Linked DNA regions of Mus musculus: region 2 is linked to region 1. A link is a contact called in public Hi-C data. All regions are on one chromosome and are shown on one strand. Each heading gives the region's core, a stretch centred on a gene start, on an enhancer-like site or on the middle of the called end of the contact. The rest is flanking DNA. Distances are from core to core; before and after follow the strand shown.

Region 1 (4,293 bases), core at 580-3,079:
ACTGATCCTATATCCTTTGGGAACCTCTGCTGGAAAAGTAGAATGGAGTCTAAAATAATGGCTCTTAATTAATTTGTAACCTCAATCACTATGGAGATAAGACATAATGTAAAATATCTTGTACCTGCTTTATGATACATTGTGGTGGCTGTGGTATGGCACATCAGAGATGTTTGTAATAATGTTATTTTCTTCTTTTTTTTTCTTCTTTTTTTAAAATTTATTTATTTATTATATATAAATACACTATATCTGTTTTCGGACACCCCAGAAGAGGGCCTCATTAGGAGTGGATGTGAGCCACCATGTGGTTGCTGGAATTTGAACTAAGGGCCTCCAGAAGAGCAGTCAGTGCTCTTAACCACTGAGCCATTTTTTCAGCCCCCTTTTTCTTTTTCTTTTTCTTTTTCTTTTTCTTTTTCTTTTCTTTCCTTTTCTTTCCTTTTCTTTTCTTTTTTTTTTTTTTTTTTTTTTTTTTGTTTTTGTTTTTGAGACAGGGTTTCTCTGTATAGCCCTGGCTGTCCTGGAACTCACTTTGTAGACCAGGCTGGCCTCGAACTCAGAAATCTGCCTGCCTCTGCCTCCCAAGTGCTGGGATTAAAGGCGTGCTCCACCACGCCAGGCTCCGGCTACCATTTCTTAAATTATACTTATCATATAGAAAGCAAACATTTAAAAATAACATTATGGGCTGGAGAGATGGCTCAGCAGTTAAGAACATTGACTGCTCTTCCAGAGGTCCTGAGTTCTATTCCCAGCAACCACATGGTGGCTCACAACCACCAATAATGAGATCTGTCTGATGCCCTCTTCTGGTGTGTCTGAAGTCAGCTACAGTGAATTTATGTATAATAATAAATAAATCTTAAAAAAAAAAAAAAAGAGGGGCTGGTGAGATGGCTCAGGGGGTAAGAGCACCCGACTGCTCTTCCAAAGGTCCGAAGTTCAAATCCCAGCAACCACATGGTGGCTCACAACCACCTGTAACAGAGATCTGATGCCCTCTTCTGGTGCGTCTGAAAACAGCTACAGTGTACTTACATATAATAAATAAATCTTTTAAAAAAAAAAAAAGAAGAAGAAGAAGCCAGAAGCCCGGCGTTCTGGCGCATGTCTTTAATCCCAGCAGAGGCAGGTGGATTTCTGAGTTCCAGGACAGCCTGGTCTACAAAGTGAGTGCCAGGACAGCCAGGGCTACACCAAGAAACCCTGTCTCGAAAAACCAAAAAAATAAAAAATAAAAAAAAGAAACCCTGTCTCAAAATAAATAAATAAATAAATAAATAAATAAAATCTTTAAGAGAAAAAGAAAGGAAGGAAGGAAGAAAGGCAGACACATCATCCGTGTGTATTAGACTTGAATTCTTTGCTTCAAACATGACAAGTAGACTCAGTAATCTCAACACTCAGGAGGCTGAAGCAGGAAGGTGATGAATTCAAAGCCAGCCAGGTATGAAGGCAAACACCAGTAATTCTGCACTTACATGCCACCAAATTCTCACATATGTCAAACAACAACGACAAACCAAGCCTGTGGTCCAAGCCTGTGGACCAAGAAGCAAGAGGATGAGATAGAGGTTTTCCTTCCAGCGCTGGGCCCGCCTCCTCATTGAGGCCAGCTTAGGCTATGTGCAGCTCTGTCTGAACAAGAAAACAAGAGCAAGCAAGATTGACTGGATCCCGGAATCCTCGCGCTCAGAAAGTACAGTCAGTCAGGTCAGAAATTCAATACTCTTAGATCTCAAACTCAGAAACTGTCTCCCTTGGTACCTGTGACTCCGCCCAGCACTACCCACCCCGCCCCCTACCCGAAGCCCCGCCCCATGGGTGTGGCCTTTCTTCCTTTCACCAAGCCTGATCCCCATAAAGCTCATTTTGGCTACCCGGGGTTCTTGGCCCATAGCCACCTCTCAGTAGGTGGTTCCTCTCTTGCTCTCCCTCTCCCTCTCTCCTTTCATGGCCCAGTTTACTCGGCTGGCCATGATGAACCTGAACTCTTCCCTCTGCCTGCTTTCTCCCTATTCTATAATAAAAATATTCATCATGTCTTCCTCTTTTTTTTTTTTGGTTTTTCGAGACAGGGTTTCTCTGTATAGCCCTGGCTGTCCTGGAACTCACCCTGTAGACCAGGCTGGCCTCAAACTCCGAAATCCACCTGCCTCTGCCTGCCCAGTGCTGAGAGAAAGCCGGGCGGTGGTGGGTCTTTAATCCCAGCACTTGGGAGGCAGAGGCAGTCAGATTTCTTGAGTTTGAGGTCAGCCTGGTCTACAAAGTGATTGGGAGGCAGAGGGCATCCAATCTCATTACAGATGGTTGTGAGCCACCATGTGGTTGCTGAAATTTCAACTCAGGACCTCTGGGAGAGCAATCAGTGCTCTTAACCACTAAGCCATCTCACCAGCCTTTTTTTTTTTTTTTTTTTTTCAAATAACATCCTGCATGGTGTGTTCCAGGCCATCATGAGACTATCTAAGACCCTTCTTCCATCAAAACCAACCAACCAAACAAAAAAATCCTGCCAGTATTCTCAGAGATTGTTTCTGAGTGTGGTAGTATATGTCTGCTATCCCAGAATTTGGGAGACTGAGGCAGTGGGGTTAGAAGATCCAGTAGACAATGAGCTACGTAGTAAGTTTTAGCTTAGCCTGGCAAGTTTGTCCAAACTATGTCCCCAAGTCCCCGTGTGGTCAAGGATAGATATGAGTATAGCAGAGCTATATAACTTGCAAAGTTACTTCAAACAATTTGAGAGACTGGTTATGTGACCTAGTGGATTAAAAAGTGCTTGCTGTGTAAACATGGGGGTCTGCATTCAGATCTCTAGCAGTGTATAGAAGCCAAGCATTGAAGAGGGCACCTGTAACTCCAATGCCAGGGACAGGCTGATCCCTGGGGTTCACTGAAGACCTAGTCGAACTGAAAGAATGGGTTTCAGGTTCACAAGAAACTCTGTCTCAGAAAAATATTAGGAAGACAGAGAAAGAAACCTAATTTTAGCCTCTGGCTTCCACAGGCCTATGCAAATGCATGTTTGTGCATGTGTGTGTGTGTGCGCACACACACACACACACACAAATAAAATAAATTTCAGGAAAAGTATTCAGCTGGGTGGTGGTGGTGTAATCTTTTAATCCCAGTACTTGGGATGCAGAAACAGGTTTGAGGTCTAGCCAGGTTACAAAGTGAGTTCCAGGGCTGGAGAGATGGCTCTGCGGTTAAGACTGCTCTTCGAAGGTCCTGAGTTCAAATCCCAGCAACCACATGGTGTCTCACAACCATCTGTAATGAGATCTGATGCCCTCTTCTGGTGTGTCTAAGACAGCTACAGTACTTAGATATAACAATAAATAAATCTTTATAACAAAAACAAAAGCAAAGTGAGTTGTTTTTTTTTTTTTTTTTTTGGTTTTTCGAGACAGGGTTTCTCTGTGCAGCCCTGTGCTGTCCTGGAACTCACTCTGTAGACCAGGCTGGCCTCAAACTCAGAAATCTGCCTGCCTCTGCCTCCTGAGTGCTGGGATAAAAGGCATGTGCTACTAAGCCCGGCTTATTTAGTTTGTTTGTTTATTTATTTATTTATTTATTTATTTATTTACTTATTATATCCTTATTATATATCCTCAGATACTCCAGAAAAGGGCATCAGATTGCATTAAGGATGGTTGTGAACCACCAGGTGATTGCTGGGATTTGAACTAGGGACCTTTGGAAGAGCGGTCGGCGCTCTTAACCACTGAGCCATCTCGCCAGCACCTTATTTAGTTTTTTTAATTACTGCTCCTCATGAATATCTTTAATTCCAGTTTGAGAGAATCTGAAACCTGCTTTTAGCCTCCATGGGCACCAGGCATACATGTAGGAGAAACACCCATACACATAAAATAAAAATAAGGATTTATTCAAAAAGATGCAAACATATAATTTTGATATGTAGTTAGTTCCCTTAGAGATGAAGAATTAGTTCCTTGACACACATTTCTCTTAGACTTCTCCACGAAAGAGGGAGTTGTCAGAAACATCCTTGTGCTTTTTTTCCTTTGGTCTCATTTATTTAGTGATCAAAGGGTTCTGGGGCGTGAAGGTGGGAAGGAACTGAAGAGATTGGATCTAACCTCCCTGGTAGGGCTGATCTCCCTAGCCTCCTCTTTGCTAAAAGTATTAACTCATTTTGTTTGTTTGTTTTTGACACAGGGTCTCATTTTGTTCCTCTGGCTGTCCTGGAACTCATTGTATAAACCAAGCTGGCCTCAAACTCACAGAGATTTTCTTGCCTCTGCCTCCTAAGTGCTGGGA
Region 2 (4,289 bases), core at 771-3,270, 35 kb before region 1:
TAGTCCTTAGTCTGTAACTTCAGCTCCTGGGTATCCAACACCTTCTGGCTTACACACACACACACACACACACACACACAAACACACACACACACACACAGAGGTAGACGTACAAGTACACATAATTTTTTTACTTCCTCCCTTCATGTTTATCTCTCTCTCTCTCTCACACACACACACACATACACATACACATTTATATACACACACCAACACAGAAACACAAGATTTCAATATGGAGGCCTGGAACTTAGTGATTCACCAGCTTCTGCCTCCCTCATACCAGTATTAAAAGCATGTCCAAGCCTGGCGGTGGTGGCACACGCCTTTAGTCCCAGCACTTGGGAGGCAGAGGCAGGCAGATTTCTGAGTTGGAGGCCAGCCTGGTCTACAAAGTGAGTTCCAGGACAGCCAAGGCTACACAGAGAAACCCTGTCTCGAAAAACCAAAAAAAAAAAAAAAAAAAAAAAAGCATGTCCAGTCCCGGGATAAAAAAAAAAAAGTTCACCATGAGCAGGAAAGACAACTCAATCTGGAGTCCCTTTACAGGGATTGCCTAAGACCATCAGATAAAAAGATACTTACATTATGATTCATAATAGTAGCAAAATTACAGTTATTAAGAATTGAAAATAGTTTTATGATTGGGAGATCACCACAACATGAGGAACTATCATAAAGGGCTGCAGCATTAGGAGAGTTGGGAACTAGCTCAGATTATTGGCTGCTCAGAGGACCTGGTTTTGATTCCCGGCACACTCATGGCACTTCACAACCATTTATAACTTTAGTTCCAGGGTAGTCTTTCCATCAAATCTAAATATTAATTTTAGTTTTGTTAATGTTCCCTAACTAAGGCTTGAGTTTTGACATTTATCATTAATATAAAGGCAAAAGCTGATGGCACACTGATGATACTCTCCTGGACTCCTCTGGTACTCAGCACCCATGTACATAAACATGGGTGTACAAACACAGTCAGGCAAAACACCCATACACATAAAATAAATTTTAAGCTTACAACTAAGAAAATCCATGCTAGGAATAGTAGAACATGGCTGTCATCTCAGCACTACCAGGCAGGTGCAGGATAGTGAAATCAAAACCAATCTGAGCTATAAAGTGAGATCTTGTCAAGCACATGAACAACAAAAAAAGCTGAGTTCATAAGCATGATGGGAAGCCTTACTTTTCCCCTTGTATCTTCTGTAATTTCTCTGTAGTTAAAACATTTAGGGGGTAGGGTATGGGGGACTTTTGGGATAGCATTCTAAATGTAATTGAGGAAAATACATAATAATTTAAAAATATTAAAAAAAAGAATAAAACAAAAAAACATTTAGACTGTAACATTCTCTTTGGTATATTACTTTTTTTTTTAAAAAAACTGAAAAACTGCCTAGGTATGGTTAGAGAAGGCTCAGAGGGTAAGAGCACTGACTGTTCTCCCAAAGGTGCTGAGTTCAAATCCCAGCAACTACATGGTGGCTCACAACCACTTGTTTTTTTTGTTTTGTTCTGGTTTGGTTTTTGGTTTTTGGTTTTTTTTTTTCAAGACAGGGTTTCTCTGTGTAGCCCTGGCTGTCCTGGAAGCTGGCCTCCAACTCAGAAATCTGCCTGTTTCTGCCTCCCAAGTGCTGGGATTAAAGGCGTGCTCCACCACTGCTAGGCTTCACAACCACTTATAATGAGATCTGACATCCTCCTCTGGTGAGTCAGAAGTCAACTACTGTGTACTTATGTATAATAATAAATGCATCTTTGGACCAAAGCACGCAAGTGGTGCCAACCAGAGCGAATGTGGTTGACCAGAGCAGAGCGAGTAGAGGTCCTAAAAATTCAATCCCCAACAACCACAGGAAGGCTCACAACCATCTGTACAGCTGCAGTGTACTCATATAATAAAATAAATAAATAAATCTTTAAAAACAAAACAAAACAAAAAACTACCTCAAAGAAATGGGTAGCTTTCCTTAGAGCTAAGTAATCAGCAAAGCGGTGTTAATGGCTTTCACCAGTAGATGTCACTGTGACTAAATGAGACAGCGTTTTAAACCTACCAGACCTTTAAGAGAAAAAGGGACTGCTCAGATACTAGAAACAGAAGATATTTTGAAAGTCTTTCCATCAAATCTAAATATTAATTTTAGTTTTGTTAATATTCCCTAACTAAGACTTGAGTTTTGTCATTTATCATGAATATAAAGGCAAAAAAAGCTGATGGCACACTTTTTATTACAGTACTCCAGAGGCAGAAGCAGGTAGATCTGAGTTTTTGGCCAGCTTGGTAGAGTTGAGTTTCCAGGAAATCCAGGGCTTCAGAGAAAAACCGGTCTTTAAAAACAACAACAACAACAAAAAAAAAACACAACAACAACAAACAAGCAAACAAAAAAGAGAAAAAATGTAGTTCATGATGCTGATTGTCTATAATTCCAGCACTCAAAAAGTGCAGCTGGCAGGAATTCAATGAGTCACACAGATAGGGTCATAAACAAAACAAAGTAAGACAAAAACCTGCCTTAACTTCCCAACTGCAAGGATGATAAGCATGTGCCATTCCTGGCTATTGTGTACTTTCAGTGTCAATTCATTCTCTCTCACAGCAGAAGCACAATAAATTTATAGAAGTAAAAATGGTACTCAAAGCTAGGTGTGGTGGTGTATGCCTTGAATCCCAGCACTGGGAAGGCAGAAGGCAGACAGATTTATGAGTTCAAGACCAGCCTTGTCTATATAGGGAGTTTTAGGACAGCCAGGGCTACAGAGACACCCTGCCTCAAAACAAACAAAGTGAACTATTTCCAGCACTCAAGAGACTAAGGCAGGAAGATAACCACTGAAGCCAAGTATGGGCTACATAAAATCCTGTCTCAAAAAATAAGTACACAAACAGAAGTATTCAAGTGAACTATTCTAGGTTTCATTGCGAACCTGCAGCTACAACATGGAGGCTTAAAGAACCAAACTTAGGGGTTAAAGAGATGGTTTTATTCTTTAAAAAAAACAAAACTGCCTACTCTTTCAGAGGACTCAGGCTGGATTCCAAGTACCTACATGATTTCTCACAATCATCTTTAACTCCAATTTGGCTTCTGTGGGCACATGGTGCTAAGACATACAAAATAAAATAATTATTATTTTTTTTTTTTTGCTTTTTTTTAATGTTCAATGGTGTTTTGCCTGGATGTATGTACATGTTAGGGTGTCAGATAGCCCGTATGGGAGCTGCAATGTGGGTGCTGGGAATTGAACCTCTGGAAAAGCAGCCAATGCTCTTAACAGCTGAACCATGGCTCCAACCCCCAAAATAATTAAATCTTTAAAAATAAATGAAAAAAAAAAGAAATAAAAGAACTGAAACTTAATTTTTTTTTGTTTTTTGTTTTTGTTTTTTTTTGAGTTAAAATACTTCTAAACTAGGCTGGTGAGATGGCTCAGTGGGTAAGAGCACCCGACTGCTCTTCCAAAGGTCCAAAGTTCAAATCCCAGCAACCACATGGTGGCTCACAACCATCTGTAATGAGATCTGACTCCCTCTTCTGGAGTGTCTGAAGACAGCTACAGTGTACTTACATATAATAAAAATAAATAAATCTTAAAAAAAAATGGGATGCAGAGTATTTCTTTAAAAAAAAAAAAAATACTTCTAAACTGAACTTCCAAACTGTAACAAGAAACTTGTCATTTTCCCATTCATAAGCTGTAATTCTTTTCTCTAGGTACATTCTTAGGGCATGCTGAGCTCAGTATTTCTGAAGAGTATTTAATTGGCTCTTGTAATATACCCTGCCTTCATCAGAGGCATCATGATATATTACTAATTCCTTCAGAAAAAGTCCTCACTAAAGACTTTTAGTGGACAGAGGGTCAGAGACTGCCTGCCAAGGAAGCCAAATTAATTTCCAGCATCTACCTCAAACCTCTTTGATTAAAATGGTTTGATACACACACACACACACACACACACACACACACACACACACACACATTGATTAAAATGGTTTGATACACACAGACACACACACACACAGCTCAACAATCAACAAAGACGGGGTTGCACTTGCCACTCTTGTACAAGAAAGCTCACAACCATTTGAAACTCTGGTGCCCGGGGATCTGATGACACTCTCTTCTAAACTCAAGTTCAAGGCACAAATATGGTGCACACAAACATACAGGTAAGACACTCACACAAGCACATAAGAATAACCTAAATGAATGAATGAATAATACAGTGAAGGATCTAAAGAAGTCACCTGATGTCACTTCTGGCTTCTCCATATTCC

What was found. A called contact is a pair of places that touch in the nucleus more often than the background predicts.
Region 2: a Hi-C map of trophoblast stem cells shows a contact between it and region 1, with 2.2 times the contacts expected there. The contact joins two enhancer-like sites. A contact is called at or near these places in 16 of 39 promoter capture datasets (3T3-L1-derived adipocytes, the C10 cell line, the HPC-7 cell line and 12 more), 11 of 15 datasets of contacts at CTCF or cohesin (CD8 T cells, the G1E-ER4 cell line, the NIH/3T3 cell line and 6 more), 240 of 484 Hi-C or Micro-C datasets (the 3T3-L1 cell line, 3T3-L1-derived adipocytes, the 63-12 cell line and 125 more), 39 of 115 datasets of contacts at active chromatin or transcription factors (the 230-238 cell line, CD8 T cells, the HPC-7 cell line and 26 more) and 3 of 9 other capture datasets (adipose tissue, embryonic stem cells and liver).

What each region holds. Positions count from the first base shown.
Region 1 is chr15:102,384,372-102,388,664 of GRCm38.p6, reverse strand. No RefSeq gene overlaps it. Among named protein-coding and RNA genes, the nearest start is that of Sp1, 20 kb to the left of the region's middle. Within about 2 kb of position 1,829, at least 11 of the 459 cell types and tissues checked have an H3K27ac peak or open chromatin away from gene starts, as enhancers often do. A contact at or near this core is called in trophoblast stem cells, where this site is marked.
Region 2 is chr15:102,419,367-102,423,655 of GRCm38.p6, reverse strand. All of the region lies in intron 3 of Sp1 (trans-acting transcription factor 1), which reads right to left. Among named protein-coding and RNA genes, the nearest start is that of Sp1, 15 kb to the right of the region's middle. Within about 2 kb of position 2,020, at least 9 of the 459 cell types and tissues checked have an H3K27ac peak or open chromatin away from gene starts, as enhancers often do. A contact at or near this core is called in trophoblast stem cells, where this site is marked.